3 separate regions of the Mus musculus genome follow, and all the other regions are linked to region 2. Evidence: chromatin contacts called from public HiChIP or PLAC-seq data. All regions are on one chromosome and are shown on one strand. Each heading gives the region's core, a stretch centred on a gene start, on an enhancer-like site or on the middle of the called end of the contact. The rest is flanking DNA. Distances are from core to core; before and after follow the strand shown.

Region 1 (4,760 bases), core at 1,393-3,892, 770 kb after region 2:
CCATCCCTCACTTGATGTCCTGTCTTCCTGCTGGATGTTGGCTCTATAAATTCCCTCTCCCTACTGTTGAACATTTCATCAAAGGTCCCTCCCTGTGAGTCCTGGGAGCCCCTCACCTCCCAGGTCTCTGGTGCACTGGGGGGGGGGTGTCCCCTAACCTCCCATTTCCTGAGGTTGCCTGTTTACCTTCTTTCTGCAGGCTCTCGGGGCTTCAGTCCTTTTCCCTCACCCAATACCAGATCAGGTTTCCCCCTCCCCATCTCCTTTCCCTCCCAAGTCCCTCCCTCCTTCCCCACTTATGATTGCTTTCTTCTCTCTCCAAGTGGGACTGAAGGATCCTCACTTGGGCACCTCAGCTTATAGAGCCTTTTGAATTCTGTGGACTATAACTTGTGTGTTCTGTATGGGGTTTTTGTTTTGTTTTTGTTTTTGTTTTGGCTAATATCCACTTATTAGTAAGTACATACCATGCATGCCCTTTTGCGTCTGAGTTACCTCACTCAGGATGATATTTTCTAGTTCCATCCATTTGCCTGCAAAAGTCAAGATGTCCTCATTCTTAATAGAGGAGTAGTACTCCATTGTGTAAATGAATCACATTTTCTGTATCCATTCTTCTGTCGTGGGACATCTAGGTTTTTTCCAGCTTCTGGATATCACAAATAAAGCCACTATGAACATAGTGGAACACGTTCCCCTGTAGCATGGTGGGCCATCTTTTGGGTATATTCCCAAGAGTGGCATAGCTGTGTCTTCAGGTAGATCTATTTCCAATTTTCTGAGGAACCTCCAGATTGATTTCCAGAGTTGTACCAGTTTGCAATCCCACCAGCAATGGAGGAGTGTTCCTCTTTCTCCACATCCTCTCCATCATGTGTTGTCACATTAGGTTTTGATCTTAGCCATTCTAACTGGTGTAAGGTGGAATCTCAGGGTTGTTTAGATTTGCGTTTTTCTGATGACTAAGGACTTTAAACATTTTTTTAGGTGCTTCTCAGCCATTCGAGATTCCTCCATTGTGAATTCTCGGTTTAGTTCCATACCCCATTTTTGATTGGGTTCTTTAGGGTTTTGGTGATTAACTTCTTGAGTTCTTTATATATTTTGGATAAAGCGCTTGCTAGCTAGATGGTAAGACCCTATTGCTGCAGACACCATACATGTCAGCTGCAGGATATAAAGAAAACAACGTGAACTGGGCAAGAAAGCTTCCATATTGTAATGTCAACCTATTAAGCAAGATGCGCTCATGGATGAAATAGAGCCATGGCTGTCATGCTGGTAACCAGCTGCTTTCTGACTGGACTGGAGGCCTGCTTTGCAGAGAGAAATCTGTGCCTGTTAGTGGAAAACTTCTCCAAGTCCCACGGCTGGGGAGGAGGTCATGGGCCCTTGATAGAACTAACTATTGCTAAGTGGCCATACTGTCAAGCTGCCTTCTAAATACTTAACGTTTGTGTCCATGGATGTGTATTGTCTCTGACTTTGATCAAAAAGCTTCTTAATGCAATGAGTGGTGAAAAATGCAGACTCACAACTGACCGAAGTGCTGAGAATAAGTAAGTGTCTGTGAGCGCTCACCCTAAATGGGACATTTATATCAGCACCCCATCATCTCCATGCCCAACCCTCAGGGAACATTGCAGCAGAGGAGGCAGAAGCTGGAGGGTGGGAAAGAGAGAAACACTGGGGAATGCTGTATTCTGGTCATTGCATTACAATGTGGGAGGGGCTTACAAGTCCTCACTCAAGCTGAGAAGCTAATGAAGGAATGTTAGTTTTCCTTAGGGCAAGTGGACCATGCTACCAGACAGAAGAACTGGCAATGTCGAACAGGTTTTCAAACCCAGGGGAATCTCAGAATTGAGAACAGCAGGCATGGAGCCAATACTCTGCCCAAGTACCTGATCTGGAACACATAACCCTGACACCCCACTGAGAGGACCATGACAATGGGCCACATAGCATAAAAACCTGAAGTTTGGGCTGGAGAGATGGCTCAGTGGTTAAGAGCACCGACTGCTCTTCCAGAGGTCCTGAGTTCAATTCCCAGCAACTACATGGTGGCTCACAACCATCTGTAATGGGGTCTGGTGCCATCTTCTGGTGTGTCTGAACAGAGCAATGGGAGTGTATTCATATGCATTAAATAAATAAATAAATAAATAAATAAATAAATAAATAAATAAATCTTAAAAACAAAAACAAAACACAAAAACCTGGAGATCTCCATGCTAATGAAGTATCTAGATAGGTCCCAAGTGTTCAGACCATGAGCCTCCCATCCTGGACATTCCCTGCTTCACCCTGAGTACGATGTATGAATTCACATCCAGCATCAAAGAAAAGAGTTTGGATGAGCAAGGACCATCTCCCTCATCAGGGTTCACTGCAGGGGAGACCTTGCCATAAAGAGCTATGCCTAAGTCTCCCAGAAAAGGCCTTGATTCTTGGGTTCCTCGGCTAGGAGTAAATTTCAGCCATTTATTTCTAATCTGAGCCATATGGCTAGGACACTTCTGCTGTATTCTGATAGAAAAGAAAGCAGTTAATGTGTAAACTTTCACCCACACGAAACTATTCTGAATGGGCCGGCTGACTCACTGGCTCAGCCCATGGTCACAGAGCAATGGACCGTGAAGGAAGGTGGGGCTGTTTAGACGTCGATTGAGGAACATTTTGTCCCTGTGATGAGTGGTCTTCCATTGATTTCCTGTTTCTCATGCATTGTTGACTCAGAGTCTTCCGGGTCCATTTTCATGCTGTTATATCGTGGCTGTAAAGATGTTGCAGTGATGGGGAAAGGGGAGAGAACGTAAGCTCGTTTAATACCTCCCTAATCCATTACTCTCTTATGCCTGCAGGTAACAGTAAGGACGCGATTTGCTGAGTGTGAGCGCTCTACATAGTTTTCAGGGCCAAAAATAGATGCAAAAGCTTTGTCCAAACAAAAACAACAAAAAAACCAAAAAACAGCTTTGTCCAAAAATAGCTAGGAGATTCAACACAGCAGAACTATCAGTCAAGATTCAGAGATTCATATATACTCACAAAGCTGACCCGAGAGAGGAATGCAGATGATGGGTTAGAAACTCTCTATCCCTCCCCTCCTCCCTTCCCGACTTTTATAACTAAAATAGCCATGTCATTCATTACATGGCTGAATAAAATGTGTCCCCATCTAGTGTCTGCCTGGCATTTTTTTTCTTCTAAATATCGAATCCTTCTAATCAAGAAAAGTCTTACTAGATGCCGCTGATTCCAGAGAGGGCTAAGCAAAGTCCACCTTTGGTCTGACTGTGATAAAAAAAAGGTTTACCTAATCTACGATAAGGGTATGTACTGCACAAACATGGTTACAGGGGAGAGTGCATGGTCTCGTCAAAGACAAGCTTCCCCAGACATCTGACTCACCACAGGTCCTGTTAGAGTCAGACTTGGGAGGTGCAGGGGAGACCCAGGGAGACACTAAGGATGAGAGCAAAGCCCTGTCCCTTGAGGTACACACTAGCAACAGGGAGAGACTAAAGATGGCTTCTCTCAACTCAAGAAGAACGATGACCAAAGTGTGGACAATTTGCCCCTTCTTAGAATTGGGAACAAAACACCCATGGAAGGAGTTACAGAGACAAGGTTTGGAGCTGAGACGAAAGGATGGACCATCTAGAGATTGCCATATCTGGGGATCCATCCCATAATCAGCTTCCAACCGCTGACACCATTGCATACACTAGCAAGATTTTGCTGAAAGGACCCTGATATAGCTGTCTCTTGTGAGACTATGCCGGGGCCTAGCAAACACAGAAGTGGATGCTCACAGTCAGCTATTGGATAGATCACAGATCCCCCAATGGAGGAACTAGAGAAAGTACCCAAGGAGCTGGGGGGATCTGCAACCCTATAAGTGGAACAGCAATATGAAATAACCAGTACCCCCCGGAGCTCGTGTCTCTAGCTGCATATGTATCAGAAGATGGCCTAGTCGGCCATCAGTGGAAAGAGAGGCCCATTCTTCTCTCTCTGTGCTAAATCTGTGTGTGTGTGTGTGTGTGTGTGTGTGTGTGTGTGTGTGTCTGTCTGTCTGTCTGTCTGTCTGTCTGTCTCTGTGTCTGTCTGTCTCTGTGTGTGTCTGTCTGTCTCTGTCTCTCTCTGTTTCTCTGTGTGTGTGTGTCTGTATGTGTGTCTCTGTGTGTGTCTATCTTTGTCTCTGTCTCTCACTACACTGTTCTTGTAGACAGACAGACACACACACACACACAGAGAGAGAGAGAGAGAGAGAGAGAGAGAGAGAGAGAGAGAGAGAGAGAGAGATTGATTGATTTAGCACAGAGAGAGAGGAAGCTTTGCACAGTAAGGCCTTACTGCTAGGTGGACTCAGTCTTCAGTGTGTCTCTCCCTGCACTGGTCCTATGCTCCTGCCAGAAAGGGAGTAGAATTCACTGGACAGGAAGGAGACACGAGGCTCTGCTGATCTTGTAGAACAGTGTGTCTCTCTCTTCCTTGCTCTATCTCTCCCCTCTCTTCTCTCTCCTCCTTTATCCACCCTTCCTCTCTCTACCTTCTCTCTCTCCCTTTTATCTCTCTCCCCACCTCTCTCTCTTTCTCCACCCCTCCCCACCCCTCTGGAGTAAGTAGACTTTAGGACAAGACCTTATCACATGAAACTCTATCCTAACTAGTCCATGAATATCTGAAAAGTTGATGTTCTCTGTAAGTCTTTCTTAGACCCTCCCACTTGCAATACTTCCTGGTCACTATGC
Region 2 (4,725 bases), core at 587-3,086:
AATATAATAAACAAAACACATTCCTCTATTATTAAATATCCCTTTTTAATGTTCTTTTAACTGTTTGTGGCTGCTGTCACTGTAGAAAGAGCACAGCAGCGAACATCCTTCTACCCAACACTTGTCATGAATAAATGTTTTTGGAATATCTCGTTAGGCTTGCTCTCTGAGATGTAATCACTAAAGGAACAGATAGAAATGTTTCAAGGTTTGTAGTTTGTATTGCCAAACTATTTTCAAGAGGCATTGTGCCAATCCAAATATTTACCATCAGGCAGGCAATGGGAAGGTCCAGTTCAAGACACGCCAGCCAACTTTGAGCATTGTCTCGTGAGAGCTTCCTAAATGAAGTGATGCACCCATCTCTTTTAGAGATGACATCGTTCAGAGACCCTTACACAGAGACACAGACTTGTGCTGTTGAACAGCTCCTGGCCTGGTGCACATGTTTGGAATGGGATGTCAGCACACAGGGTGTGGATCCCATGTTCCCCGTGTGTGGGAGCTGTTGGAAAGAGTGGTTGGTGCTACTATGCTCAAATGGTTTGCCTCTGATCTGTGGACCCATGGGAAATTCATGAGAAAGGCTGCCCCTACACAGATAAGGAAGCTGAGGTGTGTATTTGCTGGTTTTGCTTTATTATGATAAATCACAGGATGCTATGCAACTTCACAAAGCCATTTGTTTTGGCTCATGGCTTCAGAGGCTCAGAGTCCCATTGGCTCAGCCTCTGGTGATGACCTTCTTGTAGGTAGAATCCCAAAGTGGCATAGGGCATCACTTGATAGGACACACAGGAGTGCCAGTGCTTATCTGTTTATCTTGTCTCCTCTTTTTTTTCTTCTGTAGCCACCAGGATTCAATAATGACCTTATTTTAATGGATTCACTTTGCAAAGATGCCCCACCTCCCAACACTGTAGTTGGGTTTAAGTGTCCACCTTCCTGATACCATAGAAATAACTGCAGGAGTTGGGTTCCTGCCTAAGATCCTGGGGGAGAGAGGTGTCATGAACTGTATTCAAATCACAGCAAGGCCCAAGATAATCAAGAGGGGCTGGGAGGAGTAGTATTCTTGGGGCTCAGCAGTAGGTAAAACTCCTTGAAGATCAGGGGTGGCATTTTCCTTGCCCATTGCTACATTTTGCAAACATAAAACAGTTGCCTTTTAAGGCAAAATGGGAAGGAAATTCAGTTGGTAGAGTGCTTGCGCAGTATGCCCAAAGCTCTGGGTTCTGTTCTCCAATACCACACAAATCAGGACTCCAGTGGTGGAGGCAAGAGGATTAGAAGTCCAAGGTCACCTTGGCTTTGTGATTTGAGGTCAGCCTGGAGTACAGGAGACCCTATCTCAGCAAACACACCATGCACAGACACAAATAATACCCAGCGATATTAAGACAGAAATAGTGCCTTGATTCTAGGAGCTTCTCTTAGACAAGGGACCTGACAATCTACCTGGAAATGCCTGCTGATCCAAGTCCCATATCAGCCCTGGCTGCTTCTTGAGCTTCCCGGTCAGGATGGAGAGACTCACGGTGTACCTTGTCACTTGTCCAGTTTGAACACACCCTCAGATTCCTTATGCCTGAGTTAGTGTCAAGGTTTGTGAAACACTGTTTTAGATAATTGCTAAGACAATGGCTAGTGCAAGAGTTAATGATAGCCCGCAACTCTCCCCCGCTGATGCAAATCAATTAGTGGTTAGCGTGTGAGGTTTACTTTCTTTGGGCTTTTTGTTTCCAAGAGCTATAAAAAGTTCAGTGTTTCTTCCCAGTGTCTGAGAGAAGCAATTTCTTATGCTAGACCGCCCACTACTGTGGTTTAAGCCTCTGACGCTCTCTGAAGACAAACACAGAGGAAGCAGGCGAAGCTTGGTGTTTTGTTAGTCAACCAGCTACATTAGACTTTATCTAGCAAGTATGGGCGGGCTCCTTGGGCCATGGGTGGGGCTAAGCCGAGGAGCTTTGGTTAAAAGTCTGCTCTCTCAGGCTGTCATGGAACCTTCTCAGAGGAGTTTCTGTCAGGGAGGCTCATTGTATGGGCACAGGGTAGCCTCCATGGGAGGAAGATAATGCTGTAGAAGACAAGTACTGTTTTGAGTCCTGAGGGATGGCATTCTTGACCTGGCCCTTCCTCTACTGTTATCTGGGTTGCTATGGAGACAGACATAGGTGTAGCTCTACTCCCAACAGTTGAATGTTTCTGATGGGATCTTGTGCAGATAAAGGGGTGACAGGCAGATACCAGCACTTCTGGAGACTTCCTTTCCAATTTTACCTCTTGTTGACACATCTGGCCTCAAGGGTCCTTCTTCTTCCTCCAGTTATTAAGCTGTTACACATAAAGTGGATGCCTCTCTCCTTTCCTTCATTTCTCTATGGCAAAATAGAAAATATAAGAAAAACACTTTTCTATCTCTTAGTGCTCAGAGTTTTAAGTTCCCTTAGAGTATTTTCTAGCTGCATTATACATGGTATGTGTGGAAGATAATTTTTCAAATTGCACAAGTGCTACCTTTAATGTTAAGTTTATAGAAAGGTGGTGGTGGTGGTGGTGGGGTGCTGGAGAGATGGCTCAGCAGTTAAGAGAACTGGTTACTTTTCCAGAGTTCCTGAGTTCAATCCCCAGCAACCACATGGTGGCTCACAAGCATCTATAATGGGATCTGATGCCCTCTTCTGGTCTGTGTGGAGACAGCGACAGTGTACTCACATATAATAAGTAAATAAACAAATATTTAAAAGTTAATAGAAAAAAATAAGTGCCAAAGGATGTAGGAGCCAGGAGCTGTGGCACACCCACCACCCCAGCTACTCAGGAGGCTGAGGCAGGAGGATCACTTGAGCTCTAAGTTGTTTGCTTGGTTCATTGAGTTGGTTTGATGTTTTTGCTTTCTTTTTCTTTAGAGGGGCTGAGGATTGAACTGAGAGACTCATGCATGCTGAGCAAGCACTAGATCCAGTATTTGCCTGTTTGATTGATTGTTTTTAATCGGGGACTCACCGTGTAGCCCAAACTGGCCTTCAACTCAAGATTTTCCTACCTCTGCCTCTCAAATGCTGCAGTTACAAGAACCACGATACCTGTCTTTGCAGCCTTTTTAAATTTGGAAATTGATGTGGTATTCAATAAGTAAATTCCCCCTTTCCATCTTTAGTATTTTGGGGGACAAGGTGTCATGTAGTTGAGGCTAGCCTCAGACTCTGATCTGCTGGGGATGGCCTTGAACTCCTGAACCTCCTGCTTCCATCTCTTAAGTTTTGAGATTAGAGATGTGTATCATCCCGCCTCATTAGCTAATTCTTTAGTTTTTAAAATTTTTTATTTAATTTCTTTCTCTTTTCTGTTTTCTCTTTTATGGTGTGTGTGTGTGTGTGTGTGTGTGTGTGTGTGTGTGTGTGTGTATGTGTGTGTGTGTGTGTGTATTAATGAGGCTTATTAGCTAATTTGGGCTACACAGTGAAACTCTGGTTCCAAAACCCAATCAAACACTGAGTGCGGTACTTACTTAGCATATACGAGGCTCTTGCCTCAATCCTCAGAACAAAAATAAAACAAAACCACCAAAACCAAACCAGTTATCCAACCAAACAAAAACCCAGCCAAAACCAAAACCAAAAGCACTTTGCCTGAGCTATCGGCTTCCCAATTTAAAAATATTTGTTTTAAAATTTATGTGTATGAATGTGCCTGTATCTGAGTATAAGTGTGTGCCAGTGGAGGGCAGAAGAGAGTGTCAAATTCCTTGGAACCCTAGTTACAAGTGTAAGCTGACCAATGGGGGCTGGGAACTGAACTTGGGTCCTTTGCAAGAACAGCAAGGATTCATAACTGCCCAGCCATCTCTCCAGTCCCTGTCCAGTCAATAGAGCCAGTTTATAATTTGTCTTGTGCTCAAATAAGATGACTATATAACTGGAAAACGATAACTCAGGGAAGAAAATAACCCAGAATGTAGACCTCGCAGAAGGAGGTCTGGAGGCATTGGAGTGAGTGAGGCCATCGTGGGCTTGGCCCCTGAGTATGAGCATGGCAGATCCTGTGCTGCTCTGAGTGTGTTTTTTTACCTGTATGTCTCCAGTATGAAAACCTAAAGGATTAGGGTTAGGGATTCAAGGCTACAGTAGGTGGGCAAAGCAAGCACTTGCTTACTCCTTTTACTCGCTCTCTATTTTGACAGTTTCTCAGATGGCCCCACCCATTATTGCCTCATTTGAGTCTTGCAACGAGGCTCCAGATAGACATCTGTGTTGTGGCATTTAATGCTGAGCTGGAGCAAGCACCTCTTCCCTGTTGGCACGGTCAAGTTTCCTTGCCGGCTCACATAAGCCTGATTCATCCCATTTTACAGGTGGGGAAACTGAGGCTCAAAGAGGTGGGGCAACTTAGCCTAGAGTTCATGACTGGTAGATGAGGTGACAGGAAAGTCCCCAGGTGAACTGACCTCTGGTCTCCCTTGACTTGATTAGGGTCGCAGAGAAGTTAATGTTCTAGAAGCAGCCCTGTGAATCTAGATCAAGTCCACTACAGGCTGCTTCCCAGCAGGTGGTGTGCTGGGCTAGGTGTAGATGGGGTTACAGTGATATATCAGGTCCCGCCCTGGCTGTAGGGAAAGACTTCCTCACAGCGTCTCACAGATAAGATGCTCTTTGTCCTGCTTCAGGTGCCTCCGTTGTGTGTGGGTGGACAGTGCCCACGGAGGCTGAACTCTTTCTCAACAGC
Region 3 (4,534 bases), core at 959-3,458, 650 kb after region 2:
GAATGTAGTTTTTGAGGAAGGTGTGCATTTTCACTGAGCCCCACAGGCCCACTCTCAACCCTCCTGCTGCTGCACCAGAGGCTCCACGCAGTGGTCGTGTTGCTCAGTGCATCCCTGACACTGCTGAATCTGCTGCTTTGTAAAGTTTAAATAAAATAACAACCGGCATTGCAAATGGAAGTTTACTATAATGCCTCCCACTGCTCTTGATCGCCTAGGCTCCAGTAGCATTTTGAGTTTTCATTAAACAGGTAAGACTATCACACTCAAATATAGTAGACATTGACTTCATAATATCTCATAAAGAGTTGGGTATTTTTCCAGTTAAAGTTAGTTCCAAGTAGAGCAATTTGTCTCCAGTGTTAGAGATCTCAGCATGCTCTGTACAACTGAACTCTAAGAAACTCCACTGAAATAATGGTTTTCTTCCTTCCTTCCTTCCTTCCTTCCTTCCTTCCTTTCTTTCTTTCTTTCTTTCTTTCTTTCTTTCTTTCTTTCTCTCTTTCTTTCTTTCTTTTTCTTTTGTTTTTGTTTTTTATTTGTTTGTTTGTTTGTTTGTTTGTTTTTGTTTGGGGTTATTTTTTTTGAGGATTTGCCTCTTTGCTAAGAGATCTACTGCTTTCTACTTCATGCTTATCAGAAGTAGTCAGCATGATATCATCCAGCTAACAGACTGATAGAGCGAGTGGAAGGTCTCAGTGACTAAGTTCCTGCAGTGTACATTATGACAGAGCAGGAGGGCTGGTATAGTCCTGAGGCAATAAAAGGAAGGCTACTGTTTAATCGCACTGGGTCAAGACAAGCTATACCCTGATGTGAGGATGGATGTTTCCAAACAGCATTTTCAGTTGCACTCTGGGTTAATTCATCCCATTAGAAATACTCATCTTGGATATCGGAGCCAATTGGGGTCACTAGCTGAATGACTTTAAGATAATAGTATACAGTTATTTTATTACTCTCCCAAATTGGTCTGCTCAGAAGGAAAAAAATGTGAGCTAAATGGGTAATGTACCAGCATCCTGGCTAGTTTCATGTCCTTCGTAATGGTATCCATCTTCAAGGATTGCCCTCTCAACTGTCAAAATTCTGGATTGATTATCCTAATACCTGAGGGAACAGCAAGCAGCTCCTACTAAGGCCTTCTACTTCTTGTCATTTGGCTGAAATTTGTTCTTTGGGTCTGTGCACAAACGTGGGAATTGTCACAGTTGTCAAATGTGGTTATTTCTATTAAACATCCACAGACTGAGGAGACAGACCGTAGACCACCGTGTTTCAGCTGAAGACTAAGATTCCTTCATTCACTGCCCACTGGGCTTATTAACCTGCATCACCAGACCCAACTCCAACATAAGTTTCTGGAACCCTTAGCTCTAATATACGTGTCTATAATGTATTATTAGACAATCATTATATATTATATAATGTTGTATATATATATGGCTGACATAGGATAGGCTTACTGGCCAGCCAGTCTATTTGAGTTTCACTTTCAGTAAGAGATCTTTGTCTCAAAAAATAAGATGAAGTGTGGTAAAGGCAGACACTCCACATTAACCTCTGGTCTCCACATACACTCACACATATGTACATGTGCACAAGACAGGCATATGTAAAACAAAACAAAACAAAATAATACAATACAATACAATACAATACAATACAATACAAACATGAGTACCACTTTAGGAAGAGGCAATGACGTAAGGAACAGAGTCAGGCCTGTCATCTCAGCCCTCCAAAAGCTCAATCAGAAAAACTGCTTTGAGTTTCAGGCCAGCCTGGTCTACAGTGTGAAACCCTGTCTCAAAAAGAAAGCCAGAGAGCCAGTGAGATAGCTCAGCAGACAATGTACTTGACACCCAGGCTTGACAACCTGTGTTTGAGCTCCAGGAGCCACACAGTGGAAGGAGAGAATCGACTCCTGAAAGTTGTCTTCTGACCTCCACAAGTGCATACTCACACATAAACAGGATAGGAGGGGGCGGGGGGGGGGGAGGAGAGAGACTAAGACAGATAGACAGACAGATAGGTAGAAGATAGATGTAATTTAGAGAGAGAAAAGAAACTAGAAGTCAATGATGTGTGGAGATTCAGGATATCTAAGGATGACTGTCTTGAATTTCTCAGCTCCTCCATTCTGACCTCTGTGGCAATCTCTGAGATGCCTGTAGTGGTACTCAGTAAACCTCTTTGTTGCTCTGCCAGTGGCTGTGCTAGACTTGACCACTAGGGGGCAAGAGAGGAAAACCGCGCCGTCTGCAGAGTAGGGTCCTGTCCCTTCCTCTTTACTGTTTTCTGCTTACTCCTTTGTCAGCTGGTGCCAGCGTTATCACCTCAGATTCGCTGCCTCGATCCAGCAGGCACGCATCCTTGCCCTGGCAGTACCTGGGTTCCATTTGTAGTTCTCTCCACTCTATAGAACTAACTCCACTGCTCTTTTCAGCCCATGACACGAGCTAAGCCTGCCACACCTTTCCCAAAATGCGTTTCACTCTTCAGGGTAACATCCTCTCTAACTCTGTATGTTTTCTTTTTCCTTCTTTCTTTTTTCCTTCTTTCTTTTAAAATGCACATGTTCTGCATTTACTAAACTTATGATGTCGTAGGAGTTTCTTTAAACCTTTTTAATCACCTAACCAACAACTTAGTTAAAAATTGTTTTAAATTAATTCAATGCAAATCATGTGTGTAGTTCATGTCTCCTGACTAAGCCCTGTTACATTTGCCTCCTTTAAAAAAATTAAAATTATTTAGTGAACTATTCACTCAGACTTACACTCACTCCTTTTGGTTGCTCGTCAGAGCTGATTGTGGGGAACATGGAACATATTAGTCTCTACTTTAGAGAAAACACCTAGGGAATCACATTCGGGCAATACTGAATCTAGTTTAGACACTAGAAAGATTGCCAGCCCCACTGAACGTGGTAGCTAAGAAATCTCCCCATTTCTATAGAAACTTTCTTATAGGAAGAGGATAATATCCAGGAAGACCCTCTGTTGACTCCTGAGATGCCCAAACCACAGCTCTAATAGAAGAAACCAGAACCCACTCTGCTCTTTAAATGCCAATGGGCAAAAATCATTTTTAGAAGTCAAAGGACATAGAGCAATTTGGGGAAATTCTGAAGGCAGAGACTGTGAATCATCACATCCACTGAAGCATGGAAGCTTTGGGTGAAGCTAAGGATTTGAGAGCTAAGCAGAGTCGTTTATGTAAGCGTAACAAATGCTAATCCACAGCAGTAAGTGTGACTGCACATAGGGCCTGTTCCTTTCTAAGCGAAATCTCCATTGTGTGTTAACAATACTGTGGGAGGAAGGAGTAACAGGGGATCTCCAGCGAAGCTGGCATCAGGAATGATGAGGGAGTTTGAGAAGAGCTAGAAGTGACAGCGTGTGGGAGTGACGGCTGAGAAGGGCGCAAAGCAGACAGACGGGGTCCGAGGTTCTTCACGACGGAGGTGACAAGGAAGACAAAATGATAGACGTTTGACCTAGCACTCAGAACGTACAAGCTTCGTGTTTTTAAACCTTATTCAAACACTCACTGTTTAGTGAGCAGAGAGGACCTGGATAAACGAAACGGCAGAAAGGCCAGGGAGAGAGTAAAGCTGGGTTTGGGAGGATGCCGGCGTCTCCGTTGATGTGTTGGCATGCGCTAAGCGAAACAAATAACTTGAGTGGTGTTTCCACTGTAGGCAGGACACAGAAGAAGATGATGAAAGGAGTCAGGAATCCCAAGTTCAAACTCAAATCTACTCTCTGGCTGACTGTAGATGGGTCTCAGAGATCCTCTGAAGCCATTTTTAAACCATTGTTTAGGGAGAGTTCAATGTCTCGAGAACTACTGTGAGCACCACTAAAATACTCAATAGGTTATTTTCCCTGCTTCCTTCATTCAAATCTATGTCTTTTGGAGGAGGAAAAAAAACCCAACTCTTTAGAGTATTGTGAGGACAGAAGACACCAGACACTCGGGTGTGGGTGAGAAATAGCTGTGCCAACAAGAAAGGAGATTAACTCGAGTAATTTCTCATTGAGTGATTGGCCCTTTATCCAATTAATCTACTCCTAAAAACCAAACGCATACCCAGGCACGATGGCACAAGCCTATAATCCAACACTCAATACTCACAAGGCTGAAGAATGGGCACTGCCAGCCCAAGGCAAGCCTGGGATTCTGAGTGAATCCTTATCTCCAAAGAAAAAAAAAATATCACACCACTCCTAGTACTCGTGGGAATGTTCTCTGGAACGTTCTCCTCGCACAGTGTTCCTTCCTTCCTTTCCGCTCTTTTCTTTCTTCACACCCGATCAAGAAGCCAAATTCCCTCTCACTGACCAACTAGAATATGAACAGTTCCCTCCTCTCTCATACCCTAACTACATTGCCTAAGTGTATTGAAATGACATCCTTTCTATATAAGTCGTAAGGGTTAATGACATCCGAGGGACAGAGAAGTGGTAGTCAAGCTCACAGAGAATATGGGAGCCAGCTGCTTCTTTCTGGTTAACCTGTCCACACA

Evidence for each region. HiChIP or PLAC-seq counts read pairs in DNA pulled down with a chosen protein or histone mark.
Region 1: an HNF4G HiChIP or PLAC-seq map of pancreatic cancer cells shows a contact between it and region 2. The contact joins two enhancer-like sites. A contact is called at or near these places in 3 of 15 datasets of contacts at CTCF or cohesin (the NIH/3T3 cell line, embryonic stem cells and large pre-B cells), 2 of 484 Hi-C or Micro-C datasets (embryonic stem cells and nephron progenitors), 2 of 115 datasets of contacts at active chromatin or transcription factors (astrocytes and pancreatic cancer cells) and 1 of 9 other capture datasets (embryonic stem cells).
Region 3: an HNF4G HiChIP or PLAC-seq map of pancreatic cancer cells shows a contact between it and region 2. The contact joins two enhancer-like sites. A contact is called at or near these places in 10 of 39 promoter capture datasets (the C10 cell line, the HPC-7 cell line, cranial neural crest and 6 more), 2 of 115 datasets of contacts at active chromatin or transcription factors (astrocytes and pancreatic cancer cells) and 2 of 9 other capture datasets (embryonic stem cells and liver).

Annotation. Positions count from the first base shown.
Region 1 is chr11:99,452,838-99,457,597 of GRCm38.p6, reverse strand. No RefSeq gene overlaps it. Among named protein-coding and RNA genes, the nearest start is that of Krt20, 17 kb to the right of the region's middle. Within about 2 kb of position 2,642, at least 22 of the 459 cell types and tissues checked have an H3K27ac peak or open chromatin away from gene starts, as enhancers often do. A contact at or near this core is called in pancreatic cancer cells, where this site is marked.
Region 2 is chr11:100,219,037-100,223,761 of GRCm38.p6, reverse strand. No RefSeq gene overlaps it. Among named protein-coding and RNA genes, the nearest start is that of Krt14, 14 kb to the right of the region's middle. Within about 2 kb of position 1,836, at least 10 of the 459 cell types and tissues checked have an H3K27ac peak or open chromatin away from gene starts, as enhancers often do. A contact at or near this core is called in pancreatic cancer cells, where this site is marked.
Region 3 is chr11:99,572,020-99,576,553 of GRCm38.p6, reverse strand. No RefSeq gene overlaps it. Among named protein-coding and RNA genes, the nearest start is that of Krtap1-5, 6.7 kb to the left of the region's middle. Within about 2 kb of position 2,208, at least 17 of the 459 cell types and tissues checked have an H3K27ac peak or open chromatin away from gene starts, as enhancers often do. A contact at or near this core is called in pancreatic cancer cells, where this site is marked.